Regions from separate parts of the Danio rerio genome. Here region 2 is linked to region 1. The links are chromatin contacts, called in public Hi-C maps. All regions are on one chromosome and are shown on one strand. The core of a region is the stretch at or near the end of the contact, and the rest is flanking DNA. Distances in the headings are between cores, read along the strand shown.

The links. A called contact is a pair of places that touch in the nucleus more often than the background predicts.
Region 2: a Hi-C map of an unstated tissue shows a contact between it and region 1, with 2.4 times the contacts expected there. The contact joins the promoter of jun here to the enhancer-like site in region 1. A contact is called at or near these places in 2 of 18 Hi-C or Micro-C datasets (caudal fin and an unstated tissue) and 1 of 4 datasets of contacts at active chromatin or transcription factors (caudal fin).

The regions. Positions count from the first base shown.
Region 1 is chr20:16,568,051-16,575,592 of GRCz12tu, forward strand. No RefSeq gene overlaps it. Among named protein-coding and RNA genes, the nearest start is that of prdx6, 150 kb to the left of the region's middle. Within about 2 kb of position 4,836, at least 18 of the 62 cell types and tissues checked have an H3K27ac peak or open chromatin away from gene starts, as enhancers often do.
Region 2 is chr20:16,776,992-16,784,533 of GRCz12tu, forward strand. It overlaps jun (Jun proto-oncogene, AP-1 transcription factor subunit), which reads left to right and starts at 2,884. Exons shown (of 1, transcript NM_199987.1): 1 at 2,884-4,743. The coding sequence starts at 3,153. The coding sequence ends at 4,079. It also overlaps a transcript of caiap not described here.

The DNA of each region.
Region 1 (7,542 bases), core at 3,586-6,085:
GATCCTCACATTGAGGTGTGTGGCATGCAAAACAGAACGCAGGCCAAGAAAAAGGGCAACTGGTCCACTGGTATAAGCACACAAAATCTCTCGCTCAGGCTTCTACAGCATGGCACTCACAGTGCCTCGAACTGCCTCTTCATCTTCCTCAGAGACCATCCCATCAGCATCCCACAGCATCACTGAGGCTTTTAGCAGGCCTCTGATTAAGCATTATAGTGGAAATTAATTCTGCCGGACTGAAGGGTGACATCATGGCACATGGGCATGCTGCCAACTGCTTACATCTGCAACAATCAGGTCAGCAGCCCACCCTCCACCACACTCTCAGACTTACATTTACCATATTAACAGCATCTAAGCTTCTTTGACAACCAGCAAAAGCAAAATCCTTTCCTTCACACTCCACTAATCACAGATGGTTGAAAAGAGTTTAGAGGGTTTAAATATGGATGGAGGGCATAGTGACAAAAATGCTATCAACATAAGTATACTAAACAATAAAATAAATACAATAAAGGGGTTAAAAACCCAAGCACAGTTTAAATAATGTAATATTAAAGCAGCACTCCACTTTTTTTTTGGAAAATGCTTAATTTACAAGCCCCCTACAGGTAAACAGTTGCGTTTTGCCGTTTCTAAATTTATTCAGCCGAACTCCTGGTCTGGGGGAGCACTTTTAGCTTAGCTCAGCATAAATCATTGAATTAGATTAGACCATTAGCATCTCGCTCAAAAATGACCAAAGAGTTGAAATAATTTTTCTACTTATAACACTATGAATGACTCTTTCTGCACCTTCAATTAATCAATCAATCAATCAATCAATCAATCAATCAATCAATCAATCAGTCAATCAATCCAAAAGTTTAATTTAGTTTAAAATTTATTGTTCATTCTGCTTGGCACAGAAAGAACAATTGTCTTTAACACCGGATTTAAGACAACTGCAAACATGCAACAATCACAAAATAGCAACACACATCAAGACAATATAAGTAAAACAATTTAAAAACATATTACTGCATCTCATTCTTGAAAGCCACCCTATTCACTTTAAATTGTGATCCAATTTAAGACTAGCAATTTCGGAATTCTAAACCTGCGTCCTGATGGTAACACTTCAAAAGCTGACTAAAGGAGATGTGTATTTTCCTTAAACATCGCAATTGCTGTTTATTCCATAAAGCAGTCAAACAGAATCTGTTGTTTGTTAATAGTTATCTTATTTGCCTACTAGATAATTTGCAGTTATTTCTTCTTCTGTATAAATGTTACCAAACCATGAAACAATATGTGGGAACATATAGATATCTCTATATAACTATATGCCATGTTTAAAGTCTGTGTACTAACAATAAAGCTCCTCAACTTGTGGAGGAGACTGAGGCGCTGTCTTGCCTTCTTATAAACAGCCTTTGCATTACTGTCAAAACTCTGTTTATCAATAATTGTTCCTAAACACTTAAAATTTGAGAGCTGCTCTACTATTGTTGCATTTATTGTTCCATTTATTTCTATGGTTGCAAACTGTTCTGTTGCAAACTGGCTCTTCGTTTTTCCAGTATTAAGATGTAATGCTCTTTTGCCAAACCCATCTGTGATACTAATAATATATTTAAAAATATTTATTTCTTCCTGACAGGAAACCAATGCTTGATCATCTGTGGATATTATAAAAGCGAGGTTATCATCATTATTGCTCTGTGGTTCATTAATATACATATAGAAAATAAAATAGGGGATAATACCAAAGCAATCTCACGGCAATTCGTAACTTTTTGATTTAGTGGCTAATTCATATGAATTTGTACGTTCTAATTCGTACAATTTAGTATGATTTGCTCATCACCCAATGACGGTTGGGGTCAGGGGTGGAGTTTGGTGCCACGCCTTCTTTTTAATATCCTACATTTTCATATGACTGAACTCAATTTGTACGAATTAGCCACTAAACTGGCAAAACGTAAAATACTTACGTTTCCTCAAGAGAAGAGGCTGGATAATACAAATCTCTGAGGTATGCCTATATTTAAAACAGAGAAGTCGGACATAGCATGATTAACACAGACACATTGTGGCTGTTTTTTTTTTTTATTCTTTGATCCATAAAATTAACCAGCTGCTTACTCCTAAATTATGAAGAAGTTCTAAAAGAAGGTTATGTTGAACAGTATTAAAAGCAGCTGAGAAATCCATAAAGAGTATTCTAACATACATATTTGGCCTATCTAGATGATGTTGAACTTTGTTCGAAAGAGTAAGAGAGGCATCCACAGTGCTTCGAGGCAGCTGAGAAATCCATAACGAGTAATCTAACATACATATTTGGCCTATCTAGATGATGTTGAACTTTATTCAAGAGAGTAAGAGAGCCATCCACAGTGTTTCGGTTAACCCTAAAGGCAGGATATAACTGCAGGGATCCATCCTTACACACTATATTTTCCATACAATTACAGAGCAGACGTTAGTGTGATTGGACAAAAATTACCTAACAATTTAAAGGTATTATAGGTACTAGAATAACTTTTGATTTTTTTCTAGGTTAATGGTACAAAACTATTGTCTAGATATATTTTAAAAAGATTTGAATGTAATGTTTCACCATTCCCCACAAAATACAGTTTCATTAATATACATATTTCAATAACTGAAAGCATAATTTTACTATTATTTTAAAAGACAATGTGAGAAAAGTGAGTGAAGTAATGATGTTGAAAAATCAGCCTTACATCACAGTTGGTTATTATATTATATTGTATATTAAAATTTTATAAGTATAAAAATATGTCTATCGTTCTGAGAATTAAGAGGTTTCTTTTAAAGCATTAATAAATCAAACTTTCAAAAAATAATAATAAAATTCAATCTTTAGAACATTAGCCAATCTTATTTAATATGTCATTATTTAACAGAAGTAAGCTAACTTATATTTGTCAAACAAAAAGAGTGATGTAAAAATCCCCTAATTTTCCAAAGCCCTGCACCGAACTTTGAAGAATCTAAACAAAGGGCCCACTGCGGTCTGAGAGTAACCTGACCGCTGCTTGACCAAAGCCCTGAGCATCTGATCAATGAGTGCTCATAAATCTGACTCATATAATGATTTAATCTGCTGCGTATGCCTCTCTTCAGGCCCTCACCCCTGACCTTTCCCTCTGGCCATCTTGAGAGGATAATTTCTCACAGCGTAAGAAGGAAATGCTTTGATGTGTCCTCTCGGACTCTAGTTGTAAACAATTTTGTATTTACATCTACATTAATCCATTTAACAGACAGTGTGACTTACAAATAGAAGCACTTCAGATCGTATGATTAAAAGGGTTTGAGAATGAAATGTACAGCTTAGCTCTGCTTCAAAACCCGCCTGACCAGGTGACGTTTTTAGTCAACACTTCTCAACATAAAGACTGTCTCAAGTGAACTGTTGGAAGCTCAGGTTCAAAAAATTATTTGAAAGTTCTATGAAATTGGGTTTAATGCATCTTGAGATGCTTTCATGTGGACACGCGCTTGTGTGATTGACCCCGAAATGGATACAAACCTTTATTTTGTAAGATGATGACAGAGAGACAGCTTGTGCTGTTTGATAACTTGAAACATGTTAAAATATATCTTTAATGACCGTTTATTTTGTCCTGCAAAAAAAAAAAGAAAAAAATTGAAAATAAACTGGTTTGCTGGTTGTTAGCCTAGCAACATGCTAACATCACTGTTCATAGGAAGATTATTTTATAGCCTGCTAAAAACATTATAAACCTTTTCAAAAAGTGTATGTTTGTACCTAAAACATCCATATTGCTACCTTAAAGGTAGATATTAGTAAAGTTTACTTAGGGTTTCACAGCTTCTCATTAAAGGTGTTTAGCAATTTGAACAACTTTTTTCACGGGTGGCTAAATTGCTCGAGAGAAATGCTCAAATGGAGTGAATAATTAATTTTAAGATATTTGTGTATGGTCAAACTTTACTGTGAATATTCATATCTAGCAGCACGGCAGCTCACTGTTCCTTCACACCAAGAAGGTCGCTAGTTCGAATCCCGACTAGGCCAGTTAGCATTTCTGTGTGGAGTTCGCATGCTCTCCCCATGTTCTGGGTGCTCTTGTTTCCCCCACATTCCAAAGACATGCACTAAAAGGGAATTGAATAAACTAAATTGGCCGTAGTGTATAAATAAGTGTCTAAATGAAAGTGTATGGGTGTTTTCCAGTACAGGGTTGGTGGTGTATTCCTTTGTGGCGACCTCGGAAATAGACACTAAGCCGACTGCATTAAAGACAATATGAATTTCAAATATAATATTTCCATTTTCACTGGTCTTTAGTGGGTCGCTGGAAGACCAGCTACAGCAGCAAACCATGTAAGGCCTATTTAACTATTTTTCTTGTGCATTTAATTTTTTTCCCACCAGTTTTATCACACAACTTGTCATAAGTACCTTCTTAGCAAATCAGTCACTTTCCTATCTCCTATCCATTTTTACCAAAGAATCAAAGAGGCCAGGCCAGCTACTGTAACTAGACTTGCTGCATTCAGAGTACGCTTTCATAAATAGCACTCCTGGTTTCAGGACCACCTTACACTCTCCCTGACCCTCAGTTTGTGTCTCCTCGTCTGTCGTTGACCTCTGACCCCCCTCAGCCACAGCTGAACTCACAGTGATTTGCAGCATGAGCCAGGTCACAGTAATGGAGTGATGGTTTGAAGCATGGTGAAAGCTGTATTGTCTGTGAGAGGAAGGATGGCATTAGAGATGGTGTGATCTGGAAAGAGTGGGAGACAACATGGCACATAATTGGTCCAAAGAATGTGCTCCACTGGCTCATGTCCAGGAACATTCCAACCAGGGAACGTCCGTGGGGAGGCTTCCTTTTAGAGCCAATGTGAAACACTAGCTTTTAAAAAGAGGAATAAAGCTGGATTACCAAAGTAATGTCAAAGCAACCTCTGGCTTAAAAGCACCAGCATACGGCGTCTGTTAGAGAGGTGTTGGTGACTTTGTGAAGTCTGTAGACGAAGAGTGCCAGCGTGGGAGAAACACACACTGAATTACTTTATAGACTCTTGGGAAGATGTTCAACATCTTAACAGCATTTTTACACAGGCCTCTGTTTTTCTGTCATGGAAATCAGATGTTTGGCTTCTGGGAAGCAGTGCCGGCCAGCAGCGCTAGCTTAAGTACATTTCTCAGTAGCGTGTCGATAGTGACACTACTTTTCAAATAAAATAGCTTTTCAGTAGTGAAGCTATTATTTTAAGCAAATAGCGCAGTTGTAAACACACAAACTACATTTACCGATTGCAGATCAAAAAATGACGGCACCGACGGAGCTGTGAGGCCAGTGTCTAGCCGATGAAAGTAGATCCATATGGTGGTCAACAACAACTTTGTGGTGCATTACTGTCACTTCTCCATCTGGGGTGCATTTCTGAAAACCATCGTTAGCCAACTAAGGTCACAAGTTTTGTCGTTACAAACATAGTTTGTTGATTTGGCTTTTTTTAAATAAATACAGTATCTTAGCCACGGCCAATTTCTAAGATTTACGTAATATGACAATTTAACAGAAAATAAAAATAGGAAGTGCTTTTACAGATTTCAATTAAAGATTAGAAGGGCAAACAATATTTATTTTATTAATGACATGCACAGATAAATTATTCACCTCAAAACTGCCAATGTGAGCTAACAAAATCATATGGTTAGTTTTGATTACTTGGGGACTTTAAATTTAACTGGCATGCCTCGTATGTGTTGTTTGTGTATGGCTTTGTGTTGAGTTCACTCGCTTCTGTTTTTGTATTATGATTTGTTCCTTACTGTCTCTGAACTTATCCAAATATCTGTATTCTCAATATGGTTTCAAAGTTTATAATTTCCTTTTTGGGGAAAAGGGAAAAGGTTAAAAGGTTTAGCGACATACATTTTGTCATAGTTATACAAGTGTTCAGAAACATTAGGTTGGTGGGCGAGCGCCGATTTTTGTATTTTTGTTTATTATTTCAGAGAGTGTATTTACTAGTTTCAAATACGCTAAAGATTTCAGTTTCTTTTTCACATTTTTTATTTTCTTTAGTACGTTTGGAGGGGATCTAGTGTTGTAGTTTGTGTGGATGTTAGTTTTGTTTAGTTCTTTGCTTTGGCACCACTTGTTGGCATTTCCTCATAGAGTAATACACAAATTAAATTAAGTTTGTTTGTCCTTGTTTATTTCCATTCATTTTCTTCAGTCATAATAACATTTTCTAAATGTAACACTTTGTTTTGATGGTCCATTTAAGTATTAGGAGATTGTCTGCTTATTATCTGCTGATACTGCTCCTTCAACAGACATTTAACTGACTATAAGAAACTTTGCAAGTACATTTCAACTTACACTAACCCTAACCCCAACCCAAACCACAACCTAACAGTCTACTTATAATCTAATGAGAATTAATTACAATGTAAATTCAACAAACAAACCATCAAAATAAAGTGTGACCGTTACATTTTCTCTCCTTAGACACCTTCATAAATTGTTAGTGGTTTAATCGAATTCACACCTTTAGATGGAAACATAGCTAATAATGGTCATTAATTTCTGCACATTCATACTGGACTGAACGGAACTCTTTCTGAACTATTTAAAACTACACCGGCATCCTTCTGCTAAATGCTTGATTTGCTGAATATGTTCCGCAACATTTAATTTTCTTGTATGACTTTTATTAATTTCCTGTTCATCTATGTAAAACGGCGTTGACATAATCTACATTGTATTAAGTGCTTTAAAAAAATAAAGATGACCTGACTTGTTGTTGGTAAGTAGTTTTGCTGAGATCTACCGGGGAGGTCAGCTTAGGTTGTGTCATGATTTCACATATAACATAAAACCATTCAGAAACTTGCCAGTATATTGTTACTCATTTCAAATATGACGAGGTTTGCTAAAACCATAATTTATTTATAAAGGTTATTGTGGTATAGTAACAAAAATTCACGCATTTTTCACTACTTGACTTCACAAAACATGTCGTTTAACTCTAAGCATGTGGGAACTTTTATTTTGTACTCCTCACACAATGACTTACACAGGAGTCTTTTTCTGTCATTTGGGAGCTTAGCAGCTTAGAGAAATAACTTTAATAGTGAACAAAGAGCCATAGCATTCTTAAATATATGTATTGTTACAAGGAAGAGACTATTTATGAAGAGTTCAGATGCAAAAACCTCCAAGTGTTATCTGAATTTTTTTTTCTCTGGCTTCTGTCTTCGATCAATAATTTTACTTTTATGGCAAAGAATAGGTTATTTTCATCGCTTTTACCATGAAATAACTGCATATGAACATAAGAGGCTGAAAAAAAATACTCATTGTAGAAAAAAATTCCAGATGGCACCTCCGTTTATGTTTCCCCCCAATTTCTGTTCAACTTAGAGAAGGCTTTTTCAATCCATTTCTAAACATAACAGTTTTAATAACTTATTTCTAATAACTGATTTATTTAATTTTTTGCCATGATGAGAGTAAATAATATTTTACTAGATATTTT
Region 2 (7,542 bases), core at 1,634-4,133, 210 kb after region 1:
GCTGTCACTTTAAGTTTAATTACAGTCTGGGTAGTATTGCAGAAATTAAGCATTTATCTAATTGTGATAACATTCGCATTTTCTTATTTGCTTACAATCATAATATAATCATTATATATATATATATATATATATATATATATATATATATATATATATATATATATATATATATATATATATATATAAATATATATATATATATATATATATATATATATATATATATATATATATAAGGGTTTACTGTCACACTGTAGAACTGTGTTGTGATAAGGATGAGCTGTTGCCTTTAGCTTGAAACTATGCACATAAAACATATCTAATAGTGACATAAACATTCACATATATTTTTACATATGTATATACAAATAAAAAAATGATTAGAGCTTACTGTCACTGTAAAACTGTGATGTTGTGGTAATGATGAGCTGTCGCTTTAAGTTCAATTATACGGAATGGATAATATTGCACACATGAAACAAATATCTAATAGTGACAAACATTCACATTCTCGAATATACCTACACAAATATATAAAAAATAAATAAAGAAAAATGTATTAGAGTTTATTGTCTCACTTTAAAAGTGTAATGTTGTGGTAACGATGAGCTGTCACTTTAAGCTCAACTGTACAGGCTGGATGACACTGCACACAACATGTGGCATAAAAGGAAATGTACACCTAGATTTCGTAACGGCCAAACACGTAACAAAGTACACCAGTAGGAAAGGTGACATGAGAACACGAGGAAAGCTAAATAAGGAAAGAAGCAAGCCGTCGCAGCGTGAGGAACTAGTTTCATTGGCAAGCTGCCATTTTCTACGTTTGGTCTGGGTTGTGCTGCCCAAACAAGTTTCTGGCTAGTACAGAAACAGGGTTGACTTCTCTCTGTTGTAACTCTGGACATCCCCTGCTGCCTGAACCGGTGATGCAGACAACTGCGGTGATCAGAAAGAGGATGCTGGAGGCCTCAATCTGGTCATGACCTTTAATTTACAATAAAACCCTCGTATGACCTTTGTGCACTTGAACTATGAATGATAAAAATCCAATAGAAATTCCAATTAGGCTTCCAGTAAATATTGCATAATCCATAAAAAAGCCAGATCTTAGATGATTTTAATGTGTATGATAATAACAATCATTTGTTTTAAAAGTATTAATAAATAATTAAGTATTGGGATTTGATTTTTGTGCATTTGTTATATATATATATATATAACAAATATTTTATATTGTGTATATATATATATATATATATATATATATATATATATATATATATATATATATATATATATATATATATATATATATATATATGAGAAAAGTGATAGAAATACCACTGATGATCATCACAAGATAAATAGGTTGTTAAACAGTGTATAAAGTCCATATTTTGTATCCAGTGGCACTGTGCTCGAGTGTTTGATCTGTTGTAACAAAGTGAAACATGTCAGAGACCATCAATAAGTGCTAGAGTAACAGTAACACAAAAAAACTGTCTTCTCTTTACTTTGACCTATATGCTATAAAACAGTAGAATCAACCATATTTTAATGTACTCATAACAAAAACTAATTAATAAAATAAACAATAATAAAAACGACCATTCTTGCAAATGTCCATCTCAACATTACCTGTATATTTATCTTACTAATGTTGTTATAAATACAAATAAACTAGCTATTGTGTCTTTACATACGTTTAAGCAACGTCAGTAAAAATCTCAGAAAGTAAACTGAAACGTCACTTGTCAGCTGTCACGCTATATTCGATCAGTTTGTGGTTGTGGTTGACGCAGTGACGTTTAACAGGGTTGTTTGCACTTTTGAGAGGATCTCTAGGGACTGTCACGGATACGGCGGCTGGACTTTGTGGCACGCTGTCACTCCACAATAAGAAACGCCCCCATTTTTAGACCATTGGCTGACGGAGCAAATGCACTTTGGCATAAAAAAGCAGACTATAGCCCTGTTTCTTCGTGCCAGATTAAATTATGTATGCCTGTATAACACTGAGGTTTTTAAACTAGGGTTCGGGGACCCCCAGGGGGCCAACAAGGGAGTGCTGGAAGTGAAGAAGAGTAAAATTAGCAAATACTAATTAATTCATAATATATTTCAACGACTGATTAAAAAAAAATACTTTTAATCAGCTAATCTAACATTATATTCAAACAAAATGAGTAACATCAAGTTATGCTTATTTAATTTATTATTTCAGAAGGCATTTCTTCTATTTTTTTTTCGTTTTAAATCTCCCTCAACATTTTATTGTAAGGTTGGAAATTAGTTTCACTGACTCCAAACTGTATTTCTAATATATATTTTTTACCTTACTGATGTATATGCAATACATTAAACTGGATCCAGAGAGTGTTTGGAACTTGCTGTTGTTAAAGAATGGCCGCGTCTTGCGAAACTCGCGCAAGAATTGGTCAACTCTCAAACATACAGCGGCACACATTTATTCTGCCTCTTCTTCTCAAACTTATAGTAAAGTTTAAGTTCTAAAAGTGGCGCGTTGTACATTACTCTGCTTCTTTGTATCCCGCCACGGTCTAAAACAGCTAAGCGGGTAACCAGATATTCAAAAACAATACGTAATCCCACAATGCACTGCTTTACAGCATTACCTCATCCCATCAGGCACCGCGAGTAGAATCTTCTGGGTGGTCGTCTAGGCAACGCGCCTTATCTGAAATTGTGACACGCCCAGTAAAACGCCTCCAGCCAATGAGAGGCTGCGCGCATTACATCATTTCTATTTTTAGTGGGGCAGCGGTAGCAGATAAGGTTTGCCTCCACGCTGGAGAAGCTCAGAGTATACAGACCTCGCCACAGTGAAACACCTCACTCAAACCAACATAAATAAGCCTTCGGCTAAGCACTGTTTATCTGCTGGTGTCTGAGAAGCGCGACAGCGGCGGAGGAAGAACTTTCTATCCGCGGAAGGCAGGAGGAGACGAGCCCGTGACACTGGCGATAACTTTACGCAGTAAGTTTCTCGCGGGACGGGGAGTTGAGGAACTTTTCCAATCCTCTCGCTTTTGTTCCAAACACCGCAGCGCTCGTTACTGAACGCGGACAGTGCTTAACAGCGCCTAAAAGACTGCTTCTGAACTAAAAGTTTCGCTTTGCCTTCTATGTCTACCAAGATGGAAACTACTTTCTACGATGACTCTCTAAACAGCGCTTTCTCTCAGCATGACAGCGCCACTTTTGGATACAACCACAAGGCTCTGAAACACAACATGACGCTCAATCTGTCCGACCCCGCGGGGAACCTAAAGCCCCACCTGAGGGCCAAAGCCAGCGATATCCTCACTTCTCCCGACGTGGGACTTCTCAAACTGGCATCACCGGAGCTGGAGAGGCTCATCATCCAGTCTAGCAACGGCATGATCACCACGACGCCAACTCCGACCCAGTTTCTGTGTCCCAAGAACGTGACGGATGAGCAGGAGGGGTTCGCGGAGGGCTTTGTGAGGGCACTGGCTGAGCTGCACCACCAGCACATGCCCAACGTCACCTCGGCTCCCCAAACTACTATCAACAGCAGCATGGCACCGGTCTCGTCCATAGCGGGCGGTGCGGTCTACAGCTCAGCCATGCGCGCTGATCCGCCGGTTTACGCGGATCTGAACACGTTCAACCCTGCTATCAGCAGCAGCTCGGCCAATCCAGCCGCGATGAGCTTCCCGAGCGCACCACCGCAGCTGCCCGTCCAGCACCCGCGCCTCCAGGCCCTGAAAGAGGAGCCCCAAACGGTGCCCGAGATGCCCGGCGAGACCCCACCGCTCTCTCCTATCGACATGGAGAGCCAGGAGCGGATTAAAGCCGAGAGGAAGCGCATGAGAAACAGAATCGCCGCGTCCAAATGCCGGAAGAGGAAACTGGAGAGGATCTCCCGGCTGGAGGACAAAGTCAAGACCCTGAAGTCGCAAAACTCGGAGCTCGCGTCCACCGCCAACATGCTGCGCGAGCAAGTGGCACAGCTCAAGCAGAAAGTCATGAACCACGTCAACAGCGGCTGCCAGCTCATGTTGACACAACAGCTGCAAACCTTCTGAGGAGAGCCGAAGGACATTTTGAGTTCAGCCACATAAACAAACTTCAGGGGCTTGATGTCTGCGATCTGGCGCGACAGAGCCCGCGGGGACCGGGACCGTCCGGCCGGCCGCGTGCCGTTAAAGGATGATCCGACTGGACTTTTGAGGAGCGCAAAACTTCACTCGGTCCGACAGAGACGCAGAGCGCATGAGACTCACTCTGTTACATGTTTTACTTTCTGACGAAATCCTTGTTCACATCGACCAGGTTGTGCATGGACCTATACGCTTCAAAGGAGCACTCAGTATTATAGGAGTAAAACAGAGACGCGACTGCCGTACAGTAGGGATACTGGCTCACCAAGCAGGACGTTGTGTCTGCTAAACTTTTGATAAAAAAGCTGCCTGACTTCTGAGCTACATATTGTACTTTTTTTGTTGTTCTTAAATTGAACGGAAATCGACTTTTTTCCTTTTGAGTTAGTCCAACTTAAGCAGTTTCTTTTTCTAAAAAAAAAGTTCATTAATGAGGTTTCACTCATTGTTATTTGTAAATATGATCAACCAGGAGTACTTAAGTTTACCATTTGTAAGTAAAGTACAATAATTTTTTATGTTTGTTTTCTGAGCACCTCAGAAACTAATCAATATTTATGAACTGTAATAAAGTATGTCAAATGAAAAACAATGTCTCTGTTGTCTTAATGGAAATGACGCTTGTGTGTGTATGTGTGTGTGTGTTCAAATTGACAAACATGTAATAACATGTTTTGGAAGAGACTGGCTGTTTTGTAAAGTCCACAGACAGGACTGGGAAAAAAGGGTGTCAAAAAACATCCTTACAGTAATTAAAAATAATAACATTATAAATACATGCTTAATTGCTAAAGGTTAAATGCAAACTTAATATAACATTTTTACATCAAAATAAAGCAGACACATAATTTGATTGACTCTTTAAATCAGTAATGCTGAAATTATCAAGTAATTATCACACAGTCAAGTACTAAATAGACCAATGCCTTTAATCATGGCCTCATTTTTGTGTCAACTGAAACAAAAGTTTATTAAGGTTAGTGTTAGCCTGCAAATATGTTAAAAAAAATTGTAGAAGTTGAAGATGTATACAAGTTTTAACAATTTAACCAGCAACAATGACTTAATATTAAATTAATAAATGGTTGAAATTTAAAAATACTCCTTATAACAATAGTGTGTTATTTAGGCTATCAAATGTTAAAACTGATGAAAATGATTTACTAACATTTATAGGCAAATAATGCTGCAAATAATAAACACCCATTGTAAATTATAGTTCACCCCAAAATAAGAAATTGACTCACTATTTGCTATTTACTCACTATATTACTTGCCTTCAAGTGGTTTCAAAGCTTAACAAGTTTCCTTATTCTGTTGAACAACGCAAAATATGAATATATAAAGAGTTTAGATGCAAAACCTCTAAATGCCATCTTAAACTTTCATCAAAATCAGCATTTTATTCAGACCCCTATGTTTCTGTCGACATATTTAATTTTAAAGACTTTCAAAAGAGTATATTCTGTGCCATAAACTTGAAAATACTGAACCTACATACAAGAGACTGATAAAAAAATTAAGAAATTTATAACAGCTTTTAGAGATTTTTGCATCTGAACTATTCATATTAGAAGAAAGCTGAAAACCTGTAACTATTGACTTCAATAGAAAAATAAATACTGTAAAAGGTAAGGATTGTCAGCTTCCACCATTATTTAAAATAAATGTTGTGTTCAACTGTAGAAACTCATAAACGTTTGAAACATGTAACTAAATTGTAAATAAATGACAGAATTGAACTTTTTGGGGTGAACTTTAAGTAGTATTATGCATGCCTTTAGTCATGGGCTCATATTTGTGTCTGCAGTGTGCAGAGACAAATGTTTTCAAGGGTCCGTTCTTATGTTTGCTTGCAAAATGTGTTCAGTAAAAGCACTTCAGTAAAATGTAAAAGCTGTAAAAAATTAGTAAACTATTATGTAAAAAATTAGAACTTACAATTTTACCCATAATAGTGATATAAACTTAGACTGTAGTCTAAGTAAATCTGTTTGAAAGAAACAACAATTATCAAAAAAGGACAATGATTCACTTAGCATTGTGGTAAAATAGTACGACACCAATATCCCTGACCGTGTTTGAGAAGCAGTTTGAGCAGTAGAACCAGAAGAGGGCGCCATTGGCCTGCGCCTGGTGAATTTAAAGCAGGCTCTCAGACAGAAATCTAGTTTATAATGTGATTTCATTTTCTCCTATTGTGTTTTGGGGCTTTTAAGACACTACTAAATTCTGCAATCTGAACCCCTGGTTTCTTATAAGCACTTTAAAAAGTAACTTTTGTCTTAGAGAGAAAAAAAAACACCTCCAATTGAACGCATTAGAGGTGCAATAACGTCTATACCTTACATAAGAAATAAATTATATCATACATGTAAAAAATATATAAGATATGCTCTCTTTGTTTATCGAATAAATTCAAAATCTTTGTTTACAAATGGCACCAGCATTACTATTTTCTTTGTTTCTTCCTTTCTTTTTGATGTGTGTTATGATACACAATCAGAAGTCTGATTTTATATTCAGGTCACCGACACGAATTAATATTTAGCATCTTTCAGATCCTCTTATTTCACTGGCCAAACTTGGCAAACGATGACCTCATACCGGAAAAGTGGCACTACCTAGCCATATTAGGCAAGCGCGTGGTCGGAAGACCTACGTCATCTGCAGTAGTGGGCGTGTATTACGGGAAGAGGAACTCCTAACACTAATCTCCATAAGACCGACCCACCAACAGACTTTCAGGACACTTTTAGTTTCGGAAAGGACGGGATTGATCATTGACCTGGGCATTATACTATGCAATACAATGACACAAAGTGAAGCAAGGACACAGTAGATAACAGAACAATCACCTTTTCAATAACAAATATGAGGAAAGTCACTGAAACGTGACTTGTTATTAACCATTATACAGGCTGGTTCGAAAGACCCCCTCTCCCTCCACTGAGAACGTCCAGAATTTGACCCCTATGTGAGCTCTGTTATACCGTTTTTCGACTGCCATGTCATTATAAATTTTGAAAATCATGGATAGAAGAAGGCTTTAAGACAAAGATAACTTTTAATTATTCAAGTAATTATTCGCACAATTCTGATGGAGGAAAGTGGATGTGCTAGCCAGTTTTTATTTTCCCATCGCTACACAAGTTATACCATATATATATATATATATATATATATATATATATATATATATATATATATATATATATATATATATATATATATATATGGTGATATATATATATATATGTGTGTGTGTGTGTGTGTGTGTGTGTGTGTGTGTGTGTGTATACCATATATATATAGTGTTATATATATATATTTTTTAATGATGACACTGGAACCCCCAGAAATTTTCTTAGGAATGACCATTTGAGGC